2 separate regions of the Mus musculus genome follow, and region 1 is linked to region 2. The links are chromatin contacts, called in public Hi-C maps. All regions are on one chromosome and are shown on one strand. Each heading gives the region's core, a stretch centred on a gene start, on an enhancer-like site or on the middle of the called end of the contact. The rest is flanking DNA. Distances are from core to core; before and after follow the strand shown.

Region 1 (5,444 bases), core at 2,127-4,626, 120 kb before region 2:
GAGTAACTGGACCTTGGTATTCTGTAACAGAAAGAAGAAAAAAAGATGGAAGACAGGATGATGCTTGTTTTTCTGACATGAGAAGACAGTCATATTTACTGAGGCAGAAGAATATCAAAGAGGGTCAGGCTGGAGGAAAAAGGCACTCCATGTTGAAACCTGAGGCGTCTATCTATCTACTGGCGATGTTGTATACATAGTTGGATATCCAGACCTGAAGCTCTGGAAAATTTGTTTTCTAAGTTGTGAAGTTATCAGCGCTAGACTGTCATTTAATTCAGGGGGGTTCATCTACCAAAAGGGTTTGATTGAGAAGTGGAGAGACACTTCTGGAGAGCCACTGTATTAAAGCTGGTGAAGGGGTGAGAAATTACAAAGGGAGAGGGAAGGAAAACAGATGGAGAGGAGGATGATGGGGAGATGAAGTAAAGATGGAGAAGTCAGGGTTTCAACACGAGGTGTAGGTCATCCGAGATGGAGACTGAGAGTTTCTTGTGGGGTTTACATGAGGAATTGCTGTTTATCTTTGCAAGAACGGTTTAAATGGATTAGTGCTGATGAATGGCAGAGATAAGTGCGCCGTGGAGGATATGGGAGGTGAACAGATGGACAAATGTGTGGGGGTGAAGACGCGGGGCACGAACTAGAAAAGCACGTGGGACAGGGCTGACTGGGAAAGCTTTGCTTTCATTTTGTTTTTTTTAAGACAGAGAGGCTTGAAGAAGAAAGGATCTTGAGATCCATGCTCCAGGAAGCAGCCTCATAAGATGGATGCCTCTTCCACTGTGAGACGAGATGGGGGACCCACAGAAGCTGGTGGCTTGAGCCGTTGGATGCATCCGGTTTTCCTGTCATCAGCTTTTCACCTCATTACCTCCTGCAGCTTTATGTTACTATTTAGATTATTATTTTTTAAAACATGAGGATTTTTTTAATGTTTAGAGTTGTGTATTCAATAAATTCAATAAACAGATAAGCAGTGATATAGCAAATACAGGCATTATAAAGATTTTTTTAAAAGTAAATGTCTGTTTAGAATAAAATGTTGTTATAAAAGCCAGAATTGGATTCTAATAAAACAATTTAATAAAACAAGGCACAATGTTTTAAGGCAAAACTTATAAAGAAAGTGTATAAAGTTAATATGATTCTATTAAAAATATCCTTTGTGGGAAGAGGCACAAGATTTAAATAGCTTATAAATTTGATACAATAGGATTATATCTTTTCCAAAAAACAAAATCCACTGTTGAATCTTATATCTGAGTTCCATTTTAATTGTGTACATATTTATGCAGTTATTTATAATACACAGACTTTAAGTACAGAAAACTATGATGTCAGAGCAGAGATAATAATTTGACCAAAATAAAAGGTGACATCTTTTCAGCATCTTTTGCTGGTCTTTGAAAGTCTTAACTTTAAAAAGTCAAGACTTGTTGTTTAAAAGACTTTTCCCATTGGGTTTTTGTTTCTCACAGACACAAAGTGGGCTCAAAGTGTAACATAACACAGGAGGATTTTCTGACCTGGGAATTTCTGCTGTGGTTGGAGCTATCTGCTAGAAATGACTTTCATGACTTAACTGTAAGTCCCAGGAGCTGGGTGTCTGTCTGTCTTGGAGTCCTGTGTAAGGGAAGCTGCTTTGGATAAATAGATGATGTCCTGTACATGGCCAGAAAGGAGCTTCTAGGGCCACCTTGCTTATCTTGAATGGGTAATAAACTGCTAGGGAGCATCTGTGACCTAAGGACAAAGTGAACTGAGACTAGAGCTCGAGTCTCCTCCATCCAGCACCCACCTCCCCCCACCCCCGCTGTGCGGAGCAGCCACAGACACTGCCAACACTATGCAAGTTGGAGTTTCATCTTCCATGTTTGAGAAACACTTTGAAAGTTATTTTCTGATGATTAAGGCAAAGAGGTCTGACTAACATTCAGTGCTTTCATGTAATTTCAAAGCTCAGCAGAGACAAGATTTGTCTTCTTAGAGCACCTTTCTTTAATAGCCCGGCACTGGCTATATGTCCTTGGATAGGACTCTCTTAGTAATAGATTGATTATTTCCATCCTTTATAAAGATATTGTATGTATGCCTGAAGCTGGAATACAGATAGTAGTGAAGTAACTTTGTGGAAGGACAAGATGCTGAATATGGCTGCTAAAGCCTTGAGCTTCAAGTATCTATTCCATCACCACCTAGGATCTCTCGTCCCCTGTAGATTGTTTAGGATCAAATCAAAGTACATGGCTCAGTGGGAAACCAGATTATCTAGATCTTGGGGCATCCTGGACTCTAGACTATACAAACAAGGGAAAAGATATCTGCAGGAGGCAGACTGTCCATGAGACAAGTATCAGAGGAACGCACGGGCTTCCGGGTCTGGTTCACAAATTTGGAGATCTGTTCTAATCCCCCAAAAAGTTATAAAGAATTGCTTATATCTGGGTCCATATACTCTGATTTATCTAATAGGCCATGTACAATGGAGACTAAAAGAAATCTCCCTAGGTTAGCAATTGCATGCGTATGTGTATGTGTGCATTTCTGTGTGAGTGTGGGTGTCTGCATGCTGTGGTCCACATGAGGTGCTGTTGGTCCTTGTTTGCTACTGAGCATGACAGACTAGCTGGCCAGAAGCTTCAGAAGTGTGACTTCATCACCATGTGCCTTTGTTTCATTTCTCTTGCTGTGATAAAAACACTCTGAGAAAAGAAACTCAGAGGAGAATGGGTTCATTTCAGAGCTCAGGTCCTGGCAACAGTCTGTCCTAGTCTGCTTTCTGTTCCTATGATAATTCACTGACCAAAACCAGATGAGATGAAAGGGTTTGTTTATCTTACAGGATCCTGGAGGCAGGAACTATGGAGGAGTGCTGCTAACTGGCTTGCTTTCCATGGCTTGCTCAGCTTTGTTTCTTATACAACTCTGGACCACTTGACCAGGGGCAGCATCCCCCACATCAATTGTTAACCAAGAAAAGACCTCATAGACTTGCCAATAAGCCAATGTGGTGGAAGCAACTCCTCAAATGAGGTTCCCTCTTCCCAGGTGACTGTAGTGTCTAGTTGACAAAAACTAACCAGCACAAAACCATCATAGCAGGGAAGTCAGAGTTGCAGATTGGAGGAACTGGTTACATCACACCTATCATTGGGAACAAGGTTCAGTGAATGTATGCTTGCAAATACTCAGGTGGCTTTCTCCTTTATGCAGAGTTCAGGGTCCAGATCAAAATTTCCACCCAATTTCAGGGTGAGTCTTTCCACCTCAACCAACCCACCTAAGACAATCCTCACAGATAAGGCCACAGGCCAACCCAGATAATTCCTCACCAAGAGGGTGACAATAAAAGCTAACTATACACCATGACTCACTCCATTTTGACTGCACACTGTAAGCATTTTCACCAGGCTGGCACATGAACAAAGGAACAGAGACTACCTCTGTGGGAAATATCTTGGTTTTCAAGTAAGAAGCTAGAGACCAAGGAAATTGTTCTGCCTGGAAACTTTAATCTCTCCAGTACTTGACACCACATTGCTTAAGGTGAATTTGGAAAGAAATCTTTTCTGTTTGTCCGGTTTAGTTTTGGAGGGGCACAGAGACTGAAGGAGGAGGAACTGAACAGGACTCTTTAAAGCTCAGCAGCCGGCACTATAGGCTCATCACCATGTGCCAAGAAACCAGACCAAGCACCTCTAGAACTCTGGATCCACAGGGAAGAACTTGGCAGTCATGTCTCTTGGAGCAAAATATGAAATGTTCAAGGTAAGGGAAGTCAAACCAATTCACATCTTCCTATTTATTTCTCCAGAACTCAAAGAAGTTAATCTGACGATGATGTCATTTCCAAGACGCTGGGAGAGAACATGTAGTAAATTCTGAGCTGCTTCCTCTGGGATTTGAACAAGTGTTGTTCTGAGCATGTACTTAACTTCTCTTTTTGGCTTTGTTCAGTCCCCCAGGAACCTCCAGAGTTTAGCAAGATACTACTGAGAAGGAGGCGATCTTTACAGAGATAATAAGATTCTTTCCAAACCCAGGGTTCCTCTAGAGACAAATCTTTGCAAGTAGAAAGCATTATATTAGAGTTTATATATATTTTTTAGTTTTGCTTATCTAGGACCACATTATCATTTAATGGTTAAGAAGCAATTTTACAGCTTGTTTTGATCTTTTTCTCTAGGTATTCTAATAATACTCAAATATCTCAGAGGAAGACACACCAATTCATTAGATTTTGTACTGTGCACGAGACCCTGACCATCCACTCGTTTGGGACCCTTGGGCAGAAAAGGTAAATAAGGTAACTGCATATGAAGCACAATGTTCCTACCCATGCGCAAATTCATGTTCCGACTAGAATTTTATCCAGGAAGAGACTGCTGTCCTTTCATAATTCAACAAGAAATGTCTCTTGAATAGTCTCTTGGCCGCAACTCAGCACCAGAAATTTCTGTGGAAATAAACAAGGTCGACACAACAAACCTCCCAACATATTGGGTAAGAGTCCTTGGCTGTTAACACTTCCAGGAGACATTTCTTATAGCAACAGCCCAGTAACAAGGTAAGGTCTGGGTCACAGAGGAACTGTAGAGCAGGCAACAATCTACTTACAGGAAATTCATAGTCCAAGCCCCAAAGAGAACTTGTAATAAGAGCGACATGGTGAACCATTGAACTCTTGAACTTCTTGTCTTCTCTGTGGAGTGTATTTAAACAGAGTTGGCCCTAGCTGTGGGGATTAAATAGCCCAGCGAGGATTGGCAGATAGAAATTCATATATTATTCTAACCAAAGAGTTCTTAGCATTTTTTTTATTTGTGAACCTTTTGACATCTGCAGATGTTTGATTTTTTTAAATTTAAAAATAAGAAATACAGGATTGCTAAGGAGAATGTTATTGAGACAGTCACTGATTTAGAAATGAAGTATAGTGATAGATCTACCTATTAAATGATGTATGAGATTAACTTTACCAGTGGGTCTGATAACTCTTGTCATGTCAATAAGTGCTGCATAAAGATGGCATTCTGGAGTTTCTGTGACAACTACAATGAGCTGCTAAAATGCCTATAGTTTTTTTTTTTTTTAAATAATAAAGTCACAGATTCTACTAACAACACTAAGGGATACTGTTCATATTCATCTTCTGAGGGAGAGATGGAAGCTTTATGGAAGCTAGCAACCTTCTTTTATTCTATCCATGTTCCCCTGAGATCTGCAACGGTAGGTTAGACATCCTGGTCTGGCTTATGCTGTGCTTGTTCACTGATTATGTGGCCAGTTGGCTCTCTGGCTTGTTCTGTGTCTATTGTGTGGGACCCTGCCTGGGGTTCAGTGAGGATTGGTATGCTCTGGGTCACTTCTCCAGCAGGGAGGCATTGAGAGCTGATGGAGCAGAAGTTAGGAATCAACAGGGGCTTCCTGGCCTAGAGATA
Region 2 (5,944 bases), core at 823-3,322:
TACATAAGTATTTGTATAGGTTTCAGAATGACTATAAAGGATTAAAAGTCCATGACAGAGTTTAAGAGGTTTTAAAGGTCCTGAAGAATAGGGAGGCCGATAGAAATGCAAATAGAGTCTGTATTAATAAGATAAGGAATCTGATCTGGTCCCAGAAGGAGCTAGGGTAGCTGATGCAACTGTTGGCTGCTGGTTTCAGAGTTAGGCTGCAAGGACAGAATTGGGCTGTAGGAGTGAAATGAAGGGAAGAGCAGAAGTGCACCCACACAACTGAACAGGGAGATGGATGGGCGGCATGTTCAGACCAATAAACCAGATGATGAGCATATGGGGACTAGTCAGAAGTGTCAATGGCAAGGGCTGAGCAGAGCTGAAGTTTCTGGAAGAGTTAAGAGTTCTCTACCCATGGGTCCTTGGACCATGTGACAGGTCAGTAGAGTCATCACCAGCACAGTGACTTGCATCTTCCTCTTTGTGGGGTTCACATGAGGAGCCTCCATCCTTTCTTAGGTCTGCTCTGTCTAACCTGTTCTTGGGCCTGCTTTTCCCGGTGCGTTTTTATATACCCATGTGTACAGACCCAAGTCACCCTGACAAATATATAGGGTGGCACCCTTTCTCCTCTCAGGAAAAGTCATTGGTCAGTCTTTGCTGCATGGATGGAGTTGGACATATGATGCACCTCATACGACCACCCAGGCACAGAGTCAGCCTTCATCTTACAAATGGAGTCAGATGACACTTGTAAAATGGAGTTTCTCATGGCAAGGCACAAGTGTATATTGACTTATTCAGTACACAGTGTAAAGTAACTTAGAAAAGGGTAGATAGAGTCTCATCTCAACAATTCATTATTTTAACAAATGGTTAATAACATAAAAATCATCTGTGGCACTCTGGAAGTATAAGAATTCGGCATGGACTGGGTTAGGTCCCCCGGTGGTGCTTTGTTGATCTTCCCGTAGGGTTATCCCAACAGTAAAACTAAGATAACTTTGTTTCCATAACTGGAATTTCTTGATAGGAAATAGAGTCTACTGATGAGTTTTCCATTGAGAATATGTCTATGTCTTTATGTACTTAGGGGAAAGTCCAAGTGTTTTCTTAACTTTAGTTCTTCTTGTCATAATGAAGCCTTTGAAGAACACTGTCTTAGTAATACCTGAATATGGTAAATATGTACATAATTTAAATCAATTCTAAGAGCTATGGGAGACTGGCATCAACAGGAGAAGAATGAAGTGGCTGCCACTATATAGTTATTAGGTTGCCATCGGTCTGTACAAGTCTTTTAGCATTTGATAAGAACACTTTCCTTCATCTTAGCAAGTACAACCTAGACCCAGGACAAAGAGACTTGATAGCAATGATCTGATGGATTTTAGTGTCACCCAGACCCTCATGTGGGCTCTCTTGTTCAGGGCTTTGCTCCTGGCTTGAGTGTGTAGGAATGGATCAAGAGCTAAGGCATCTGACTTGTCTCCTTTTGGCATAACATAATTAATTATCCCACCTCTAGTTTGAAATAGAGATTACCTTGGCCTAGTTGCCATATCTATGATGGGGTGGGACTTCATGGTAATGTAGCTGTTGGTAAAGGATTACCCATGATTTGGTAAGTAACCCATAACTCATGCTCCATCAGTAAGCCCAGTGAAATCATTGGCTCACCAAGTTGGACTTTGTGGAATGGCCAGTTTGGTCTGTTGTTCATGTTCTGTCTGGTGTGAATGGATGTTTGTTCTTGTCTTCCAAGAAGAGTTAATGCAATAACATGGGATGATAGGTTTTTTGACCAATTAAAACTGTAGATCTGGAATTTCTCCCTAAGTTCTGGTTTTGGATACTATTGTTTTAAAATAATATTGAATTTGCTGAGCAGTCTACCTCAGTTTCAATAATGGGTGCTGGCTTTTAAAAAGCTTTGGTTTACGTAAGTAAAACGAAACCTAGCGGGGAAGCAGTTGCAGCAATAGATGTGGACTAGGCCAGACTATATGAAGAAAAGAAGACTCCAAGGACTGAACAATTGATACTTCCTCTTTCCAGTGGGTATAGTTACTGGCAGGGTTACAGGGTTGAGAGCATAGTGCCCCCTACTGCCCAGCAGTGGGTCTGGTCTCACAGTGATCAGCATGGTGGGCTAGTGCGTGTGATTGAAGAACTTTGTACATGCCATTTGATTCCAGATTGATTGTTGCTACAGTTCTGGGGATCCTGGAGTATGGTTACTGAAAACCTGGAGGGTGTGCAAGTGTGTGGGAAGGAGAGTAAGAAGAATCCTGGCTCACTGTCCCTCCCTTCAGTTTTCAATAGAAGCGGACAGAAATACTGATCCTCTTGTTGATGAAATACATTCTCTTGAGGCAAACATAAACACAAGCTAAAGTCATTTTGGAAAAGGGAAAGTCAACAGACAAAGTATTTCCATCAGATTGGCCTTTAGTGCATTTTCTTGATTGATAATTGATGCGGGAGGGTCCAGCTCACTGTAGGTGGTACCACCCCTGGGCTGGTGGCCCGGGGTTAAATCAGAAAGCAGGCTGAACAAGCCATGCAGAATAACCTAGGAAGCAGCACTACTCCATGGCCTCTGCATCAGTTCTGGCCTCCAGGTTCCTGCCCTGTTTGAATTTCTGTCCCAACTTCCTTCAATGATGAACAACAATATGGAAGTGTAAGCTAAACAAACCCTTTCCTCTCCAACTTGTTTTTTGTCGTGGTGTTTTGTCACAAAAGTAGAAACCCTAACTAAGACATGGTCAGTGGTTTTCCAGCACTGTCCTGAACCTCTTTGTAGGGCTGCTCTTTTGTGTGGCTATATTCTTAAGAGATTTAAGGGCAGTTTGCAGAGGTGTTTTATTTTGTTTTGTTTTGTTTTGTTTTGTTTTGTTTTGTTTGTCTTCTTTCTTTTTCCCCAATAAGTACAGATGTTAAATCCAACCTCTGAGTGAATGAGGAAAATGTGTTTTACTGAGGAAACACAAGAACTTTCTGACAGTAATAGGTTTGGGGTTGATCAGCTTAGAATAGTTATATAATGTATGATTTGTGGCAATGAAACTACTAAAATGGTGAATCATTGCATCTTAGCAGACATGCACTTAACATAATGATGTGTTTGTTCCTTCTCAGTGTTCATACATATTTGAATGAGGGACACAAATCATCACAGCTGTCAGGGATCGCATTGCAGCTGTGCCTCAGCCCGCAGGTAGGTGGAGTCTAGAGCACTGGGCCCAGGCACAGGAGGCTAAGGGCTCAGGCTGCCCTGATCATTTGTCTCTTTGCTTGATAGCCACACTTGGTTGACTCAACCATCTTTGGAAGCTCTCTTTTGTTTTTGTTTTTGTTTTTTTTGTTTTTTTGTTTTTTTTTTTTACTTGTAAAATTAGCCCATAACAATGGCCCTATAATGGTATTACCAGTGTGAATCTTATACACAAATGCTTGGGATAAAGTAAGTGTGTGATGAGTATCTGTTACAACCTTTGGATTTAGTATTCTCTTGGATTCCAAGTATACCAGAATTTACAAATCGAGATAATTCTACACAGAAGTTTTAGTACTTAATAGAGCTGAATTCTTGGAAGATGAGGTAAAAATATTACCAGAGAAATTGGGGTTCTCTCAAAAGAGAAAGAGGGAAATTTAGAGGAGGAAAAGGTAGGCAGGCTGTACTCTCAGAAGCAGTCAAGAAAGGGGAGATGTGGTATAGAAAGCCATGCCCTTTGAGTCATGGTCCAAGAAAGCAAACATGTTCAGTAATGGAGGTTGGCAAGTATGGCAGAAGGGGAGGCAAAGGTGAGAGAGCACAAAGTGTCAAAGAATGCTTAGGTTTTGGTCAGTATCTGGAAGAGGAAAAGAAAGAAGGAAGAAACCAGGTGATTTACAGGCCCAAATGGATTAACTTTTATGGGAAGAGACCAAAATATATAATGTTTTAATCTTCAAAGCAGACCAGAAGGTTGAAGGTATTCCTTTCATTTGACAGGCTGACTAAAGAAATGCTAGAAATGGTTGTGCTATTTTTCTTTTTAGTTTTACCAGGAAAACAGGAAAAAGTAGTGTCCAAACTCAACGAGAAAAAGAAGTCTATCTTTAATGGCCTTCAAGGCTACTAATGCCTATGAAGCTACTTAGCAAAAGTACATCACTTTGAGGAATCAATATACCTCAGTTAGGACCCAAAGATTTAAACTGGTCATTGACCTTCACTGTGTCTGTTATCTAGCACATATTAGGTATATCCTTCTTTTTCTGCCCTACACCCTTGAGACTTAAATTTAGGTGCTCAAATTAAGTTGCTTGACCCCTTTGTCTCTGAGCCTACCCTAACTCCAAATTCATCAAACAAACAAAACTGACATAAATGTTTTGGTTAACATATATCTTTGATATTAAATCGCTGGTTCCAGGCTGGATTTTGACAATATTAAAATCTTCCTTAAGTGGATTTGTGTCAGATATAACATTGTTGATGTATAGAAGGCTCTGAGTGTGTAAGGTCCTTAGTGAATGCATATTGTTATTGCTGACATGACCATGGGAGATCCTAGCCTCAGACCCAGAGGGTAATGGCCAAGCATTCCCTTGTGGCCCATGTGTGGATATTAAGAGTCTTGTTTAGCTGTATGTGATTACCCAGTCTCGTTGTTCAAGTCTGTGTAACCACATCAGGCATCCTGGGTGCTGTGGTTTCTCCAGCAAAGTGCCCGGTCCATCTGCCTGATTCACAGATATTTCTGCGTGTTTGAATGTTTGATTTTTCTTCATTCTCTTATTCATTGCCTTAGGTCAAATCCCTTGATGTGTACACAGACACACATTGGTACATCCAGACTGAAGTGGGTATCCTTCTAGACAACCCCTTCTATACGATCACATTCTATACCATCTACTCTCAGAGCATCACATGCAACGATCCACGAATAGCATGTCATTTTCTCAAGTGACAGATAGCTCTTCTATCTGCAGGCCAACCTCGACCCTCTCCATTTTGTATGCTTGAGAAATTTGGCTTTGAATTTATTATGCTGGGCTTCTTTTCTTCCAGAGAACACTCAGATGTTAAGATGCTACAAAGATGTAGAGGAAGCAACAAATAAAACCAAGACATTCTACTTAAAATAGGAATGCAAAAATCCAATGAATGTGGTATTCAAGAGTTCAAGTAAAGAAAGTATTTGAAGAATGAGGGAGGGGGCAGTGGTGTGGAAAGTGACTAATAGATGGGGTGAGATTAAGACTTATAGTTATTTGATAGATTTAGCAATATGGACTTGGCTAGTTTAAGGCACTAATCTCATTTTCTCTTTAATTCTTATAAAATCTCTGTGAAGATACAGTTTTAAATTTTTACATTGTATTTTTCAAATGAAGAACTTGAGAGTCAGGATATATAAACTGTCCAAATTGATTTCAATGGAAAATGACAGAATTTATATCTGAACCCCAGTTTTCTAACTTTATCTTTTATTATATCTCATATTAGGTATATACAGTATATTTTGCTTTCAAATAATATATTCTTTTTATAAGAGTTCATATTTTAAGACTAATTCTACATTTTGAAAATAAGATTTTGCACACTTTTTTTTTTTTAGCTGTCTGTGTCAGGAATGTGCTGAGACTAGTTTCAGGAATTCTTTCTCCTACCTGAGAGTGAAACACAGCTTAAATATAACCATGGTCAACACTCAGGCATCTTGAGAATCCATCAAGGTTTTGTGGAAAGTAGAATGATATGGAAGATCTTGCAAACCCTTTTCCTCATCACAGATGAACTCCCTGAGAGGATTTCTGAGAAGATCCACGTGGGGTGACAAAGGACGCTCAGGATTCTAAGCAACACCATGGGTAGTTTCTGGGGCTCACAAATTAAATGATTCTTGAAGAGTTGAAACCCATATATAAGATCAGATTGAATCCTCACTGTTCCTCT

The links. A called contact is a pair of places that touch in the nucleus more often than the background predicts.
Region 1: a contact with region 2 is called in a Hi-C map of bone marrow-derived macrophages, with 37 read pairs. The contact joins two enhancer-like sites. A contact is called at or near these places in 1 of 15 datasets of contacts at CTCF or cohesin (the NIH/3T3 cell line), 12 of 484 Hi-C or Micro-C datasets (3T3-L1-derived adipocytes, CD4 T cells, the HL-1 cell line and 5 more) and 3 of 115 datasets of contacts at active chromatin or transcription factors (bone marrow-derived dendritic cells, embryonic fibroblasts and microglia).

Annotation. Positions count from the first base shown.
Region 1 is chr2:118,032,688-118,038,131 of GRCm38.p6, reverse strand. Gm13986 (predicted gene 13986) reads left to right here. Exons shown (of 10, transcript NR_126479.1): 5 at 707-1,587; 6 at 2,846-3,771; 7 at 4,190-4,300. Among named protein-coding and RNA genes, the nearest start is that of Gm25308, 43 kb to the left of the region's middle. Within about 2 kb of position 3,376, at least 15 of the 459 cell types and tissues checked have an H3K27ac peak or open chromatin away from gene starts, as enhancers often do. A contact at or near this core is called in bone marrow-derived macrophages, where this site is marked.
Region 2 is chr2:117,910,184-117,916,127 of GRCm38.p6, reverse strand. All of the region lies in intron 8 of Gm13986 (predicted gene 13986), which reads left to right. Among named protein-coding and RNA genes, the nearest start is that of 4930412B13Rik, 91 kb to the right of the region's middle. Within about 2 kb of position 2,072, at least 16 of the 459 cell types and tissues checked have an H3K27ac peak or open chromatin away from gene starts, as enhancers often do. A contact at or near this core is called in bone marrow-derived macrophages, where this site is marked.